2 separate regions of the Sus scrofa genome follow, and region 2 is linked to region 1. Evidence: chromatin contacts called from public HiChIP or PLAC-seq data. All regions are on one chromosome and are shown on one strand. Each heading gives the region's core, a stretch centred on a gene start, on an enhancer-like site or on the middle of the called end of the contact. The rest is flanking DNA. Distances are from core to core; before and after follow the strand shown. Region 1 overlaps RORA (nuclear receptor ROR-alpha). Region 2 overlaps RORA (nuclear receptor ROR-alpha).

Region 1 (3,733 bases), core at 93-2,592:
CTCACCCCCAAGCCCATGTTTCTAATTTCCTTGCTACTCTGACCCAACAGCACTGCCCCATGGAAGTCTTCAAAAGATACATTGTTCCAGACTCAAACTGGGTACAAACTGGGGTTTGCAGGCTCCTTCAGAACTCTGGTGGAGCGGGACATAGGCAAATATGAACACCTATTTATAGAGCATCTGCTGTGTGGCAGTGACTATACGAAGGGCTAGACGCAGAGGGAAGAAAGAGATAATCCATGCCTTCAAGGAGTTCACAGGCCACTGAAGACCCGAGACAGAAATAAAATCATGACCCCATTTAAATGCCAGATTGGAGTGATGGGTGTATGTTGGGAGCACACAGGAGGAGCCCTAATCAGACTCAGGGGTTAGGCACAGCTTCCTGGGCGGGGCAAAGGCTTAGCTGAGCTTTGACGCAAAGGCAGGTATTTCCATCCAAGGATAGTGCTTGTGAAAATTCTCTAGAGGTTAGACAGGGAGAGAGACAAGTTTGGGGGTGGCAAGCAGTTCCCTGTTGCCTGTAGGGACTGTAGGAAATGAGGCAGCTATAGGAGGTCAATGGGGTTCAGACCTTGAAAAGCTCCCGTTTCCTTCTAAAGAAGTTGTTCTTTGTAACGAAGGCGATGGTAAGCCACTCGGGCAGATCGCCCCACATTTTTAAGGCACGTGGAATCACCAGCAACAATTAGATGTTCTCAGTATCTTCCTTCTCCCTTAATCTTTTCAGGGAATGGGGGGTGGGGGAAGATTTCTGGATGTAGCAAAAGACCCTTCTCTGGTATGATTTGGATTTCTGCGTGGACACTTTGCCTCTCATGGGCTGTGCAGAGATATATGAAAGGCATCCGCCAGCAGACTCCTTCAATGGATTCGTGCACTTTGCTTGTTATAAATTGATTCCAGGACTTCATTATGATGTTGTTGAGATGAATGGGGCAGTAGTGTTTTGGCTTGCGCTGCCAGGAGGAGGAAAAACAAGTTTCTGTGGTGCCGCAGTTCAATCATGCTGCTTACAGAAGTAAGGCCATGAAAGGATGGAGGAGCGTGTCTTTGATACTAGAAACCCTGTAGCCCTGTTGGTGCTACAGGCGCATGCTTCAATTAAAGGTTGCAGCCAGCTTTCAAGTATTGACTAGCGAGCAAAAAGCTCAGCCCACACTCGTGCACCTACTCAAGCTTGTTAAAATAAAAATCCACTCTCGGCGAGGCTCGTGTCACAGCCAGTGTAATTATGACATGGGAGATTGTTTTTGAATTTGAGAAGCTGTAGCACACATTTATTTAAAGATACGCTTAGTAATTTAATATGTGTTCGTCAGGACTTAGGCCCAAACTGTGAAGAAGTAAATAGCATTGCCAGCTGCCTCGCGGGTTGTTTCCCCCTCCTGTGTTCAAGATCAAGACTTGGCACTTGGCAGATTTATCCAGAAGAAAAGTGATCTGACGCCCTTACCATGGGATAGATCCTTACCTCTCTCACCATCAATGAGGACAATAATGGCATCCCCTTGGTGGGCTGTTTTGAGGACTAAATGAGATCATATGTGTAAGGTGCTGGGCCTGTCACTGAGTGCTTCATGATGTAGTTTTATTATTGGTATTATCTATAGATTTAAAAAAAAAAAAGGCAGTGGGAGGAAGTATGCCATAAATGCCACTCTTTTGGTCTGGCTATACATGACAAAGGCAGGGCAGTCCAGCTGTCTGGAGTAGCCATGGCTTATCACGCCCTGTGATTTGGACTCCTGCATTTCTAGTGGTTGGATATGCTCAAAATAGCCAAGAGTTTGGGAAGGCTCCAGTAGACTATGGCAATATGAGGTATCACGCTCCTTTTGTGACTCAGGTGCTGGGCCAGGTGGGGGGTTCCCCTGGCCATGCAAATTTCCAAGTCATTCTCCCCTCCTTGCCCTAGAAGAGGCCTGTGAAGTACAGGGCCACCTCTTCTCCAACCAGTGAGTCGCCATTATATCCAGTTTCTACTGAGCTGCTTTCTGCATTGAAGGCTATTCAGCCTTGCTGTGTCATTTTACGGTTGTTGAGGAACAGAGGAGGGCACATCTAGCATCTTTTCTGCAGACCTATGAAACCTCCTGCATGGAACTTAGAGGTGAGGCTTCCCTGCACACCTGGCATTTATGAGTCCTGGCATTTATGACCTCTGGTATGTTCAAGTTGGGGCATTTATTCTATTTACATCATGCACCCTCACACTCTGCGCATTGGCGTGGATTATGACATTTTAACCAGAAAAATGACGAGGTCAGTTTATGAGTTGGCACAGTGTTCTGATGAGTGAATGTTGAAAACTCAGCTGGGAGCAGAATTTGGATGGTGAAAGGTGTCATAGCTGTAAACCAGAGTCCCTTAGCTAGTTGGTCATTTTATAGACTATTCGACACATAGAAACTTTAGAAGTCATCTGGTCCAATCTGTTTACTTTGCATAGGAGGTAGTTGGGAGATGAAATACCCTGCCCAGGTTAAGCTAGTGGCAGGGTAAGGACTAGAATCAATCTCCTTACTTCTAGGGTTTTGTTGTTGTTGTTGTTTGCTTGTTTTTTTCACTTTTCATGCTTCATCTTCAAGTACTGCAGAGAGTTTACATGGAATGTTATTATATCAGAGAGTGCTGTAAGTGATGTGTTAGATCTATTTAACTCTTTGGTAATGAAGCCATACATTTTTATCCAAAAGACTGACTGCGTAATTATTTATATTTTCCTAGAAAAGGGACAAAAATTAATTCCAGCTAAGAGTAACAGCACAGAGAAGACCCAGGCTTGAAAACACAGAAAAACACAGGAAACCAATTCACATGTACCCTCCCAATGAATTCAGACTGTCAGAGAAGCCAGCAAAACAGCGTCCCTTCCTGCTGAGTATTGTGAAAATCTATCCTTGTTGTTTGCTGTGGTCTCTCTGTGAGAGAGACATCGAAATTCCTCCCCAAGGGGAAAAAAAAATAAGAGGAACAGTAAATAACAACCCTCAGATAATGCAGATGGGTAAACATTTCCAGAATTGATTATATAAAGTACTGTTGACAAGCCACAAGCAGGCAAGATGAGGAGAGTATAGAAAAGAGGACTTTTATCTGTCACTCAACCCAGGACAGATGAGGCAGGAAAGAAACAGTCAAAGACGTGATTACCATGGTAATGGGCTGGATGGTGTGTGGAGGATCACAGGAGGGTCCTGAGGGTTATCTCATCTGGGCCACTCTCCTTACTCCAGAGGAAACAGAAACTCAGAAAGGTTAAGTGGCTGGCCCTGCGTCAGCCACTTCCCAGCAAAGCCAATTTTGGAATCTCGGTCTCCTGTCTGTCAGTCCAGTGCTCCAGCTACTGTAGCATGACCTTCTAATTGAATCTATGACAGGACCAGCGTCAAGGGTACGAGATGAGGCTCATAGAAATTTCTCTAAATAGATAGATGTTTTAAAATCATTAAAAACCGTCCGTGGTTTTCACCATCTCCAAAGGGCAAAAGCTTATTAAGTCAATACTGTATAAAATCATAACGAGTCATCATATCCAGCAAGGAAGGAACTTTGTGTAAATGTTTCGTTATTCAACAAATGGTTATCGAGTGCCTGTGCTGCATTCGTGTGACCTGTGGTCCATGCTCAGTTATCCTCTCTCTTTTCTCAGAGTCTGATATGCAAGGGTTGTGCTGGATCTGTTCCCTTCACCTCCCTTCGTCTTAAGGATGTCACTTTTACATCA
Region 2 (3,812 bases), core at 421-2,920, 63 kb after region 1:
TGCCTAGGTAGAGGGGGAATGAGCCCATTAAGTCTCATTTCAGTGGCTCCCACTGAGCGCAGGGTCATGTGACAGCACCAAGACCCTGGTCATTGCTCTGGGTTTCGTCTATCAGCCTTGGGTCTGTTTCTGAAATAGCCTCTCTGGGCTGTGTCTTTGCTGTTTGGGATGTGGCATGAGCCTGTGTGGGGCAGGACTGTTTTCACCCCTGGACCGTGTCCTTGTTTTGCGGCCCTTTGGTTTTGGATTGAGAGTGTCTGAGATTTCAAAGGAACTCCTAAAGCATGGCAGAGAGGAGAATGGAGAAAAGCGTATTGTATATGGTGTGGTGTGGCTTTTTTCTTCCAGCTGTAAAGTTTGGCCGCATGTCGAAAAAGCAGAGAGACAGCTTGTATGCAGAAGTACAGAAACACCGAATGCAGCAGCAGCAGCGCGACCACCAACAGCAGCCTGGAGAGGCTGAGCCGCTGACTCCCACCTACAACATCTCGGCCAATGGGCTGACGGAACTTCACGATGACCTCAGCAACTACATTGACGGCCACACCCCTGAGGGCAGCAAGGCAGACTCTGCCGTCAGCAGCTTCTACCTGGACATACAGCCTTCCCCGGACCAGTCAGGTCTTGATATCAATGGAATCAAACCAGAACCAATATGTGACTACACACCAGCATCAGGCTTCTTTCCCTACTGCTCTTTCACCAATGGAGAGACTTCCCCAACTGTGTCCATGGCAGAATTAGGTAACGGCTTCCATGTTTCCATTGGGATATATTCCTTGTGCCCATCAGAGTAAATGGGATATGTTTGACTTTCCGCTAAGGAGTTATGTTATTAAAATAATGCATCTAGGAGTTCCTGTCGTGGTGCAGCAGAAATGAATCTGACTAGGAACCATGAGGTTGCAGGTTTGATCCCTGGCCTTGCTCAGTGGGTTAAGGATCTGGTGTTGCCGTGAGTTGTGGTGTAGGTCGCAGACATGGCTTGGATCCATCGTTGCTGTGGCTGTGGTGTAGGCCAGTAGCTGTAGCTCTGATTCAACCCCTAGCCTGGAAACCTCCATATGCAGTGGGTGTGGCCCTAAAAAGCAAAAAATAAAATAAAATGAAATAGAAAAGTATCTAAAAAAATAAATAAATACCATAAAATGATGCATCTAGCAGGACAATTCAGCTTTACCTTTTGGACCACTTCGTAATTCCAGCCTGGCCCCTTGCTCTTTGCCTGTCCGCTGTTTCCCATTGTATATCCAAGAAGTTCATTGACCTCTCAGCGTCAAAGCTGGGACAAGATGAACTTAAAGCCATCTTTAAATTCCACCAAAAAATGTCTAAGCTCAGGGAATGGCCCCATTAACTTCACCTCTTTAAGTTATATTCTAGGTATTGCTTTATATACCAAAAGTCATGGAATGGCAACCCACAGACTCAAGCTGGTCCAAAGACATATTTCTCTGAGCTTTACAATTTTTGAACTGGTTGCTAAAGTACAGAGCTTTACAATTTTTAAATTGGTTGCTAAAGTTTTAAACCTGGACGCCTCCACCAGAAAGTTCAGATGTTCCGTTTCTTGTGGGAGGAAAGAAGAATGATCTGGTTACACTGGAGCAGTATTTGTGAATGGCAGCAACCAGCTGGTACCAGTTAGGTCCTAACCTTTTAAATGAACCCATCCCGCTGTCCCCATTTAGATCACTCCTCAGGCCCTGTTAGCATCTACGTTTTTCAACTCTGATGTGTTCCCTAAACTTTCAAGGAAAGTTGGCTTATTTGCCAAAATGTTTTCGTGATGTATATTAATGATGAAACAGATGTATGTCATGGAAGATCCACCTTGCCCCCCAAAACAAAACAAAACAAAACCCAACAACCCTGTCATTTCCTTATTCCTGTGACATTGGTGCTTCTCTGGAGATGTGACCTAGAAATGTTAACACAGACAATGGAAAACTTTTCATTTCAAGGAAGTTGTGTTAACATCCTCTGTTATATTTAATCGATTTTTAAGTGCAGCACTATTATTAGAGAAACTTTGATAAGGACCTTGGCTGTTTGAGAATTTGATCTGCTCCTCCCCATGATTCCTCATACAAGGTTATACTCCTTTGGGATATTTCAATTAGTTGCTGTGAAGATGACTAAGTTAAGACGAGGAGAGAATGGAGACTTCAGATGGAAAAGAACCAGCAGGTTCTGACTTGAGCACAGACACTCTTAGTTCACAGAGAGAACAGTTGTGTTCTTTAGATGGTTTCTCCACCTCTGTACCCCATAAAACATTTTTAAGTGAAATTTATATTTCCAGTAAAATCTTTCTCCAAATAGAACAAATTGAATGTTCTTTACGGTTTTTACACAAGCACCTCTTTATGGGTCTAAATTTAAATCCTCAAGAGCAGGGACATTTTAAGCCTGGTCTTTAACCACTGAACAGCATTAAAGGTGTATCACAGCTCTTTTGATTAACAGAGAAACCTCTGAACTAGAAGCCAAGCTGAGCAGAGGTGGGTTTGATTTTTTTTTTTTTTTTTTCTTGAACTAGAACAAAAACCTTCCGTTTTGGTCGTGAAATCTTGGTTGGCTAAGCCTTAAGCAGGGCTGTAATGAAAGTAAAATTTTCAGAAATGAATAAGGATATGATTGAAAGTTGACAGGCACTTGTGAAAAATGACCTGGCTCACTTTAGGCTTGCTTCTACTTTATCATAACTACTAGTGAATCTGCCTGTTTGCTTGTCATATGTTCAACCCAAAATAAACCCACACTGCTTGACCTAAGTGTGGCCCTTGAACATGGCACTTGGGCTGAATGTGTGCTGATTCCTGAGTGGAGCCAGAAATGGCTCAGCTTCTCCTTTCCCAGCAAACCTGTCAACTCCTGGAGGGTGTGGGGCCCTGTGCCCACATCTATTCTACATGTTCTCTTCAATTAGGGATTTTTCACATGTATTATGGCATTTTCCAGGATGAATAAAATTAACTGTTACTAAGATTTGTCCCAAACCCAAAACTAAAGAAGAATTTATCTGAAAAGGATGTAACAGGACTCTAATTTTCTGTCCCTTTTGCACGTGGAGGATAGTTTGAGGAGCTAAGAGTAGCATCAAAGTGACCAAAGGCTTTGCTGCTGCTTATCCAAAGTCTTTACTTCCCTGAAATTCCTCTGGGGCTTAAGTTCTGCTCTTTCTTTAATTTGACTTCATTTTAGGCTAAATTTTGTCATCCAATTTGAAACAAATGAAACCATTTGTATAATTGGAAAATAAATTGTGAGTTAACATAGCCTAAGCCCAATTAATTCTGTCTTTCAATAATAGCATCTACAATCCATTACTTTTAGTGGAAATATATCCGCATTCCTGGCTATGAAATTTTACCCTTGTTATACACTTAGCACCCAAATTATACATTCCAGATAAACTATCTAGGTTTATTTTTTTTAAGCGCTAATTGCACCTATTACTATAATCAGTAATTAAAGCCTTGTGCATGAGAGACAGCTGATGTACTGGGCAAAGCATGAGACAAGAAGTCAGTTTACATGGGTTGTGGTTGTAGCTTTGCTGTAGGTTATACAACCTAGTATAAGTCCTGTTATCCCTGCAAGCTGCAATCTCCCTACCTATGGAATATAAAGATTAAGAGCACATGGAGTTCCCTTGTGGCACAGCAGTTTAGGGGTCCAGTTTTGCTACTACTGTGGCACGGGTTTGATCCCTGTCCAGAGAACTTCGGCATGCCAAGGTCATAGCCAAAAAGAAAAAAAGAAAAAGAAAGATTAAGAGTAAGATTCTGGAACCAAATTGTGTGTAT

What was found. HiChIP or PLAC-seq counts read pairs in DNA pulled down with a chosen protein or histone mark.
Region 2: a contact with region 1 is called in an H3K27ac HiChIP or PLAC-seq map of skeletal muscle. The contact joins two enhancer-like sites. A contact is called at or near these places in 1 of 5 promoter capture datasets (liver), 6 of 47 Hi-C or Micro-C datasets (embryonic fibroblasts, heart right ventricle, liver and 2 more) and 1 of 2 datasets of contacts at active chromatin or transcription factors (skeletal muscle).

The regions. Positions count from the first base shown.
Region 1 is chr1:111,394,504-111,398,236 of Sscrofa11.1, forward strand. All of the region lies in intron 2 of RORA (nuclear receptor ROR-alpha), which reads left to right. Among named protein-coding and RNA genes, the nearest start is that of ICE2, 93 kb to the right of the region's middle. Within about 2 kb of position 1,343, at least 3 of the 83 cell types and tissues checked have an H3K27ac peak or open chromatin away from gene starts, as enhancers often do. A contact at or near this core is called in skeletal muscle, where this site is marked.
Region 2 is chr1:111,457,396-111,461,207 of Sscrofa11.1, forward strand. RORA (nuclear receptor ROR-alpha) reads left to right here. Exons shown (of 11, transcript XM_021073474.1): 5 at 349-744. Among named protein-coding and RNA genes, the nearest start is that of ICE2, 30 kb to the right of the region's middle. Within about 2 kb of position 1,671, at least 1 of the 83 cell types and tissues checked has an H3K27ac peak or open chromatin away from gene starts, as enhancers often do. A contact at or near this core is called in skeletal muscle, where this site is marked.